Linked DNA regions of Zea mays: regions 2 and 3 are each linked to region 1. A link is a contact called in public Hi-C data. All regions are on one chromosome and are shown on one strand. Each heading gives the region's core, a stretch centred on a gene start, on an enhancer-like site or on the middle of the called end of the contact. The rest is flanking DNA. Distances are from core to core; before and after follow the strand shown.

Region 1 (3,394 bases), core at 648-3,147:
TAAAATCCCAATTTGTGATGTCTTCTATGACAAAAAGACTTTCATGCATTATATTATATATCTTCGGGTTACTTCAAGTAAAACTTTATGCATGAGAGAGAGAGAGAGCAGAGAATTAACTTATTTATGTTTCATTGTATTTCAATTTAATTTCCCAGATTTCCAAGCACTATGGGGCTTGATATAGTAGTTATGGCCCCTTGGCGATATATATAAATATATGATGCCACACAACACAATCAAATAAAATATAGAGCCAAACAAAATTGTTTACGAAGGTTGTGCAATAATGTGACTTTAGAGCTTGAATAACCCACCACATTCCATGTGAGTACAAGCTCTAGCGTATCTGGCGTCAACATATGTGCGGCCATCAGGGCTACAACAACACAACAAGCCTTTATAACAAGCACAATTGTGGCTCGGTAGCTGGGGTACACGATAAATCCACACAACGTGCGCAACAGACGTAATTGTGGCTCGATGATCACGACAGACGGATAGTTCCTACAGGGTTGCGAAAAATGTGTGACTCGACGATTGCGGTTCGACTCAACGGGAGCGGTCCGATTAAATGAGAGTGTGACATAGTAATCACATGACACAGCCAAGTTCGTACAACACAAATACTGTGTCGTGTTGCCAGGGTGCAGCCAATACTCAGCCAATGCCATAACTCGGTCGATTAATAACGTAGTCTGATCGACATGTCAGAGTACCCACTATACAATTTAATCGCTCAACGTGAGTCCAAAAGCTCAACACATCATAAATATTTAGAGCGATTTTAGTCTGCGCAGTATAGTCTGCACACCCATTTTAATAATTTTCTGCTAATTATTTACTACGGGAAATAATTATTAATGCAAAAAACGAACACCAAAATTAATGCATGAGCATAACACATCACGTGTAACTATCATTTTACCATATTCAAGCATGTATTTTTCTACTAATTATTTGCGATAGAAAAATAACTGATTAAGATAAAAAAACATGCTTAATTATTTTGTTTCTCAACCGGTCACTTACATGAAATACTCAACGCATGATTGTTTTCTTAGCCGCATGCATCTTTTCCTAGTTTGACTCATGCGGCAGGGGATGCATGGCATCATGCATATGTGTATGGAGACGTGCGCGGGTCAGCAGGTCAGCAACGGCAAGGAGAAAGTCTCGCGGCTGCAACTGCGTGCATGTCTCCTAGATCCAAAAAATGCGCGTGGAGCCAGCGACCTGATGCGCCGAGCGACGCCGCCGAGCAACCGGATCTTATAGAATGCTCTTGTTCGGGTGTGGCCCCGATACGGCTCTGGCATAGTCGAGGCACGGCTGCTAGCGCAGTGCGGTCCCGATGAGCGGAGCACCACTACGGCGATGGCAGTTCGTCGCACACAAATTACAGCACGTGCACAACTAACTGATCAATCAGTAAACATACCGTTTGTTTGCGTAGATAGAGAATCGAAGACTGTCGCGTAGGACAGTTCGGCTAGGCCGTAAGACCTGCCGGCTTAACGAGAGTTGATGCAGATCTGATCCCGCAGCGACATCGAGGTAGAGCGTGCTGATAACGTGTTGAGAACTACGTCACCACGGATCACCAGATCCGCTCCCTTCCCTCCCGTCAGCAGTAGAGGCGCGAGAAGCTGTAGAAGACCCGTCTCCCTTCCCATAAGCACGATAGAGGAAACACACGAGACACCGGGTATAGGGTTGGGCCTCTGGCCTCTTTCTCTTTTTTGTATTATGAGAGAGTATACAGGTTTCTTATATAAAGATGTTTCTTATATAAAGATGTGAGACCCCTTAGGAGCAAAGCAGGTATTTACCCATATAACCCTAAACTTAACAAGCCTTACCCTCATCCACATGCTCCCCGCTCTTGTACGCCACCATAAGGATCCCACACTTCAGTCACGGCCACCGCACGGGCCCATGGACCCACTGACGGATGGGCCCATGGATTCAATAATTTTTGTTCACACATAATTTTCCAATCCATCTTCAATGGTTTCGGTCACATTTTGGTTACCAACAATACGTATTTGAAAAGAAAATTCAAAACAAGTTGTAGTTTGTAGTTTGGAACGGAGATGGCAGAATTTAAAGAAAATGCATTGACGGTTAGAGTACGCAGCGTAGGCCCATCAGATTCTTCCGTGGTAGGGTTGACCGGTTTAGAGAGAGAGGCGAAAGACATAACTGGCAACGGGCCGCTGTAGGCTTGTTGTTTTTCACGGGTGTTTCCATGGGCCAAACATGGCTGCGCGTACCAAATGACAGTCATCTTCGATCTGGTGGAATACTACATAAGTCGTACTCCCAGGCTTGGGGCTTTAAGTGGGCTTCTATGACGTTCAGCCCATTTGTGCAAGTCATGGGTGGGCAGGATTTCCATAGTTTACGCGGACCGGCCCACTCAAAAAGAATACAGGGTCATCTCGTATTCTCCTCCAATGTATTTGTCTCGGATACGAGACCGGATACGGATAGTTAAAATTCGAGACGAATATAAGACGGAACCGGCTAATAATTCGGACGGGTAATAAACGGGTATCGGATATCACTCGGGTAGATAACAGATATTTATCGGGTAGTTCGTCCCAATAATATTAATTGACCAACCATCCAACAAACAAATAAAATAAGAAATACATAATTATGTAAATGAATAAGGATATTATAGAATCGACAACATAATTTGAAAAAACATAATCTACAAGTATACGTGATTTATAGCTGCTTCCTTCGCTTGAGGAACTTTTTTCTCTTGTACATCCATAACATTCTTTCATTCTTTATTTCCCTTGAAGACTTCTGCTCATGACGCATTATATTACCATGATACGTTACCAATTAACAAATGTAGAACACATCAACTTCTGGAGTTGTGTTGGAGGATTTTGATTCCCACTTCTCCAATAAATTTTATCATAGTTATCTGGATAACACTAGTAAGATAATGCATAAATCTGACAGCGTTGCTCTTACAAATCCATTTCTTAGCATGTGACATATCATTTTCTGCAGTAAACGTATACCCTATTTCTGATTATGGGAAACTAAGCAATGAAGTCGATAGATGTGCCCAAAGGACAAAAATGTCATGTACGTACAAAAATGTCACGTAGTATTTGGCTACTACTAGCAGTATATGGTAGCAAGCTGGTTCTCAGAATTTCGATTGTCACTGTCGTAGTGCTAGTAGGCCAAAGCTAACCAACCAAACACTGAGCTTGGGCTAATGAGCCGTAAGCCAGCTTCATCCGCATGGCGCATGACAGTGGAGACCGCAACCGGCCAAAATAGCAAGGTGCCCGCTAGGTGAGTACCCGGGTACCCGATCATCCGATACCCGTATCCGAACCGAGGTTCGCGGGTTGTTACCGGA
Region 2 (3,394 bases), core at 501-3,000, 200 kb before region 1:
TTGGCGAAGCCCACAAATGATAATGGCAAAATTGCCAATGGCTCCTGTATAATTCACCAGTTTAAATTTTGCAAAATCCACTCAACCAAATCACCTCCTTACTCATAACCTCCACTAAATCCATCAAATAAATTGCACATAGATCTAACACACCATTAAAACCAACAGTTTGGATCGTTAGATAACTCTCTCCCTTATTCACTCAAATCCAACGGACAATGGGTTTGTTCGGTTCAGCTTTTTACTAAGAATATTTTCTGAGAATCTGGCTATGGGGAGAATCTGGTTGTAGATAGAATATGAGTATCGTGGAGATTACGTTTGCAGAAAGATAAAATAGTCCATACGGTTTAGGATGTAGAAAATGGCGATTTCGTACTATCGCAACGACTCGGTCAATTTTGTGTTCACGTTGATTTCGGACGGTTTTGACTAAAGTGATTCTTATAGAAGCTGGTTGTAAAGCTGAGCGTTTCTGGTGGCCAGAAGCCGAAAAACTAAAACAAACATGACCAATATTATTTGGATCATCCTTTCTCCCTCGTCCCTCCCCTTCCCCTACGACGACCCGGCCGCCCCCAGCCTCCATCGTGTCATGTCGCCTCCTCCCCTCTGGTGGCGCCCATGAGATTTTAGGGGCCCAAGACAAGTTTAATGTATAGGCATTTCACTCAATATACATATAAAAATATTTACCTCAAATAAAAAAATAAAAAAGTACATATTATTACCTTAAAAATTTCTTCTATCATATTTAAATATGATCAGGATATGGATCGTGGTTGACAATTTTTCGACACTTTACCGCTGAACTAATAGACTATAAATAGATAGTCTAGCCAATATAAGTATATATCTAGGGTTAGGCCCTTTGAAATCGGGGGCAGGGCAGCCACCCCTCCGCCCACCCTCAGCGCCGCCGTTGTCAACCTCTCTCCTTGTGCCACCGTTGTCAGGGGCGAAGCCAATGTCACTTTCACCACATTGCACACATTAAGAATATACACAAGATCTTAGAAATATATGGTCAAAATATATTTGGCTAATAGAAAATATTTTTTTGCCACTCCACCGGGCAAAGTGTATATGGCGTCGCCCCTGACCGTTGTCGTTGTTGGTCTCTTCGCTCCTCTTCGTGAGATTGTAGCGTTAGTACGAACTATATGCCAGTACGTCAGTGGTATTTCATTTGCCAAAAATAAATAGTTGTAAGCAAGTTTTATTTTGTTGGATGATGTCAGAAATTATTGTAGCGTCCAGATCTAGACCAGCAAATGAAGCCACGCTCTGCTCCCGTGCTCCGTCTCCGAGTGACAAGGGCAAAAGGAGCCGGTCGACGACAACAACAACAACAAAATTTTGACAATTACTCGTCCATGTCCACACGTCTTGCTTTGATTGAGGCGTCCCCGTCGTTACTCCACATCAATGGCTCCCATGCATGCATGCAATGCATCCAAGGCGAAATGCATCTCCGTTTCCTCTTTCGGAAATAAAGGGTGAAAAAGACACAGAATCTTTCTGTGGCAACCGTGGACCATTAACCTATTAGCGTGTTTCTCTCTTTCCTGTCTGTACGCGCATTCATGCATCTCTACAGTTGAGTTGCTATCTCATATATATACGTACGTGGGCCAACACGCGGTCTTCCGCCGTACACGGCGCTGTGCGACTGCGTGAGCTCCACAGCGTTGTTTCTGCCTAGGGATAAGGCCCAATGGGCGCCCAGACGCGCCACGTTTTTATGAAGTGGGCGGATTGTGCCGAGGTGGCAAGGCCCATCGTGAAGCAGGCCCTGCTCGGACCTGCCACGCTATCTTGGCCCGACCCGTGCGTTGCTGTCCACCATGACGACGAAGGCCGCCGCTGCCCGCGGTTAGAGGCATGTTTGGTTCCCTACCTAATTTGTCACATTTTGCCTAACTTTTCTGCATAAGATTAGTTCTTCAATTTGAACGACTAACCTTAGGCAAAGTGTGGTATAGTTAGCCACGAATAAACAGGCCCTAGGTTTGGAGAGCTTGTTTTGTTTACGACAGAATTTACTGTACTAGAGATTTTGTTTATCCAGCAAGAGTTGAAAAAAAGAAGAAATGTCATACTTTTAGAGTTAATTTGGGAACTCTATTTTTCCATCAGATTTCTATTTTTTCAAGAGAAAATGAACTAATTTCCTCAATGAAAATAAAATTCACTCGAAAAAACGTGGTTTCTAAACTAGCTTAGCGTGTCAAATATAAAAGTCGGCTAAGTTGTAGCAGAAAATTAAACATCAGTAAGAATCATCTCGGATGTTATCCAAACAGTCCAGTGCGTATGTTCATGGATCATGGTGTGATTGGATGCCTAGCTGGAGACGCTGGTCCTCCTCTCTGCAGACAAGACATGCATAGCCGTAGCCGATGATGGTTCACGTCGCTTGCCTGCAAAGCGAGGTGATGGTCAAAAGCGGAGTGTCAGGCTGGCTAGTGCCGTTTCCATTGGTTATTTTACTGGCAGTAAATTTCAAAAAGGAACCTGCTGCTGCGATCAAATAGTGCTGCTAGGAACAGAACTAGAAAACCTATACTAACTCCGCTGTACTATTACTTAACGTTTTAGATAAATTGAAATCAAATTTATAAAATTTTGACTACAAATAACTAATTTGTTATTTAGTTTTGGAATCTAATATTTAAGCACTGATTTGTCTTAAAAATACTTTTGTAAAAGTATAAATATATTAAGAGCTTATTGTATTTTAATAGAAAAACATTGGTCAAAGTTAAATTTTGAAGACCGTGTCTGTTAGTCACTTGATTTCAATCCCGTAAATGTATTAAAAATCAAGACAACACAAATAAACAGGTCAACCTTCATAGTCATCCCCTTTTATCATTCTTGGAGAGAAGATAAAATGAAAGGATGAAGATAAAAATTTGCTTATGTAAGTGGGTCATTCAAACATAGACAAAAACAAAATACAATGATTACAAGAAATTAAATAATGAAACAGGAAATTAAACAAAATACAATGATTACAAGAAATTGCTTATGTAGGTTTGGTTTAAGACAGAATGTGTTGAAATCCCTCTTCCTTATTATATGAATTCAAAGATTGAACATATACGTTCATCTTCGTAAAAATTACAACGAGGGGGTACAAGGGAGTACATAAGTTATAGCTTCGTATAGAGAGAAAAAAATGAGTTTCACCCGTCCAAAAAGTGTCTCCAACGCATAACACTGTTCCTCTTTTTATATGCTCGAGATATGTTTCAGACGAATTTACAATTATATCCTTAATCCCTATACATTCAAACTATTGTACATGCCAGAGGTAAGGTTGTCCTTCTCCTTCTCTCGGTTTAGCTCCTTAGACCTCAAAGGTTGTTTATATTATGCTTCGTCCGAA
Region 3 (3,394 bases), core at 427-2,926, 140 kb before region 1:
ATCATAGTGATTAACAATAACATTATTGGGCAAAGAAAAGTGATCAAGGGCACAACTTGCCTTAGACTTGAGATTCTCAGGTACCAACTTGCTCTTCTAGTGACTCATAACCTAACTGCTAGTCGTAGCAATAAAAACAAACATGGTATAGGCAAAATTAACATCATACCAAACATAAGAACAAACTGCATAATAATGTTATACGCGATGCTACAAGAGCGCATGTTCGAGAACGGCTAAAATCGAAGTTACGGTTAAAAAGATATAATATTCTCAAGTTTTAGGTGGTTAAATAGTAAATCTTTTATTCTTTATTGATTAATATAAGTCAGAAGGGTTGTGACAAATAAATAAGTAATTTATCTTTAATCTAGTTTATAATTCGACTAGAGGTTATATTTTAGTCACACTATTATTATGGATATATTAACTTTGTTTATAAGGTTTAATCCATTAAGCATATGTTAAATGAATATTTATTTTTGAAACCATGTTATTTGATAAAGTATTGTTACAGAGACATAGGAAACATTCTTACGAAGCTAACACAATTTGAATGGGTCAAATTGGAGTTAAAACATAACATATATGAATTTTACAAGTTTCCTAACCATTTTAGTATTTATTTTGTACTAGAAATAACTTCTAGGGGCATATATGAAAATACTTGGGATTGGTTTGTGATTAGTTTCAACGGAGAAAGGATGGCGGGTTGATTGAACAAGAATCCAAGGTCTCTTATGCAATTCCGCCACAGCAGAGCCTATACACACGCGAGTGCTCAGATCCACACGATCTGAGATCAATGGTTATGAAAAAAACCCGAACCAGTATCCATCGACGACTGCGCAATTAGAGATCAATGGCTGGTAATCGACCACAACCACGACGATTCCCAGCCACTTCGATGCAGCTCTACGGTTCAGATTCAATCATCGCATGACAGGATCTTGGCCGCACATCTAGGATGGATGGCCAGAACTCCATCTCCTCAACTTCTAATCGGAGCCGTCAACTGGCCGATAAATGGCCAGCGGCCATCGCCTCCATTCAATACCCGAACACGGCGGTGGGGCATGCACCACGGCGGTGGCTCGCCGGCGAGGCAGCCCATCCATGCCCCCAATGCCCCATTCAACGCGTTGGAAGGTGCTAAACGCAGAGGGCATTAAGGCCAAGCGGCTAGGATATCGTTACCTGCGATATGAACAACAACAATTGTTGGCCACGACGGGTAGCGACTTGTTGGAGGTGGCGATTCTCTGTCGAGGGATTCCACCCTGCCTGGTTGACAATACTCCCAGACGCAGCCATGATTCCCTCCCTAGGAACTCAGTGATGCTCCTAGGCCTCCGCGTATGCCCCAAACAGCCACATCGGCGAGAAGCCATGGTGGCGGCCCCTGGCGGACGGTGGTATGCAGCGACAACTCGGGTCCCTTCTCTCCCTTTGCGCGACGTTGAGATGACGGTCGAGAAAACACCCCAGGCACCAGATTTTATACCCGAGTTGGTTAGGATCTCAACCGAAATCCCAAATTTCTGGGAATTCTTTGTTTTCTCGGGTTGTCTTTGCATCTACGGCAGGGCAAACGAGCTGGAAGAAGAACCCCCTCCTTCGGCGTCGGGCCCACCGGTCAATGGCATATAGAGAAAAACAAGGGCAGGACCGCAGGAGAGAAGATGGGATGTCGTGGGGGAAAGCAAATGGGCCGGCCAGGGAGTTTTGGGCCGAGGCGCAGGTCTGCCCCTCCCCCTTTTTCTTTTCAGTTTTCTATTTTTCTTTTGAACTATTTGGAATTTCTAATTTTACACAAGATTCAAATTTAGGATTTTAGTTCAAATGCACATACAAAAATTCAGCATGAAATGCAATTATATTTTAGTATTAAATACTTTATTTATTTAAGAATGTCTCCAATATGCAACATATACACACATTATTTGTAGTCAAATTTAAAGTATATTCAAAAGTTCATATTCATCTATTTTGATAGAAAAGATTTTCTAATGCATAATCTTTTACTAATAGATTGTTTAACTAATTCTACATAGTTTACTACGTCAATCATTCATATTTGGATCTTTTATTTAACCACTTGTTTCAAAACATAACTATTTTTACTTTAGAATATTTTTTTTCTAAATTACCCAAAATGATATTTTGGGGTGTTACAAATCCTACCCCCTTAAAATAATCTTGTCCTCGAGATTAGTAATAAAAGGAATGCAACAGTTTTGGTTTACGATTTACCCTTTTTGTTTCTTAATTAGTTCAAAAATCGAAGGGATTTTATTTAAGTATTAATTAACATGTGCTTTTAAGGAAGCTTGGGTATCTTTTAGGTTTAAAACAAGATATGGTTAAAGCAAGGATAAGTAGGGGTAAGAAAGTTTTTTGTTTTGTGCCAAGAAAGACTCTAGGCGAAGTGTTGAGTTCTTGATTCATCTCGAGATCCACTGTGACTTCTATATCCTTCCTTGACGTGGTTGATTTCTCTTCCTTCTTGGTGTTACCATCAGATTTATGGACCTGTAGTTATGGAACATTTGTAGGTCCCAATTTAGTAGGTAGAGCAGCTAGTTTAGTAGGTGGTTATGAGTTAAATGAGATTGGTGAGAATCTAGTTTGGTTGTTTGCTTCTAGATTGGTTGGATAGGTTATGTAACCTATTATGTAGGTCAAGTTGTTGTGTATGGCCGAGTTGATCTAAGTCACCCATTTAGGTTAAAACAGTTTATAGGAGTAGGGTCTAATTTATTTCACCGGGATTAACTAACATATTAAGTAACTTACTTTAGATTGGATCATATTAGATTAGATTGTATGACTAAATTAGACTAGATAAGGTCTAATTAATTTTGGTTTGGATCATGGTTGTTACTCTGAGATAAGTAAAGTGGTTAGGATAAGATAAGATAGAGTCTTTTTCAGATAAGATGGATCTAATTAGGATAGGGTAGATCTATTTCGATAGAGTATTATCTTGTTTGTTTTGTCTATCTCTTTTACATTACTTTAAGTTGAACCGTTATATATATATATATATATATATATATATATATATATATATATATATATATATATATATATATATATATATATATATATATATCAATGCAATTGCGGACATTACTCCACAACTCACCACACTCAATCAAAGAATAGAATCAAGCAGTTATCATAAGGACAAACACTCAAGCAAACAAATATTTACAAAAATAGTTTTTTTATTCGGTTCCTAAGATTAGGGTTCCTATTACTTAGGGACAATTTAGGTACAGGATTCCAAGGTGTGAAATCCACTTTTGTCTTTAGAAGTGAAAATGTAAGAATAATCAGAGTAAAGTAGCAATAGATGAGAAAAGATAAAGAAAAGTTGAGAAAGAATTAG

Evidence for each region. Hi-C and Micro-C count contacts between places; a contact is called where the count stands out from the background.
Region 2: a contact with region 1 is called in a Hi-C map of ear, with 2.6 times the contacts expected there. The contact joins two enhancer-like sites. A contact is called at or near these places in 2 of 25 Hi-C or Micro-C datasets (ear and tassel).
Region 3: a Hi-C map of tassel shows a contact between it and region 1, with 2.6 times the contacts expected there. The contact joins two enhancer-like sites. A contact is called at or near these places in 2 of 25 Hi-C or Micro-C datasets (ear and tassel).

The regions. Positions count from the first base shown.
Region 1 is chr1:95,137,169-95,140,562 of Zm-B73-REFERENCE-NAM-5.0, reverse strand. No RefSeq gene overlaps it. Among protein-coding and RNA genes, the nearest start is that of LOC100381684, 38 kb to the right of the region's middle. Within about 2 kb of position 1,897, at least 17 of the 20 cell types and tissues checked have an H3K27ac peak or open chromatin away from gene starts, as enhancers often do. A contact at or near this core is called in ear and tassel, where this site is marked.
Region 2 is chr1:95,338,942-95,342,335 of Zm-B73-REFERENCE-NAM-5.0, reverse strand. No RefSeq gene overlaps it. Among protein-coding and RNA genes, the nearest start is that of TRNAW-CCA, 43 kb to the right of the region's middle. Within about 2 kb of position 1,750, at least 17 of the 20 cell types and tissues checked have an H3K27ac peak or open chromatin away from gene starts, as enhancers often do. A contact at or near this core is called in ear and tassel, where this site is marked.
Region 3 is chr1:95,275,308-95,278,701 of Zm-B73-REFERENCE-NAM-5.0, reverse strand. No RefSeq gene overlaps it. Among protein-coding and RNA genes, the nearest start is that of LOC100277065, 7.7 kb to the left of the region's middle. Within about 2 kb of position 1,676, at least 18 of the 20 cell types and tissues checked have an H3K27ac peak or open chromatin away from gene starts, as enhancers often do. A contact at or near this core is called in ear and tassel, where this site is marked.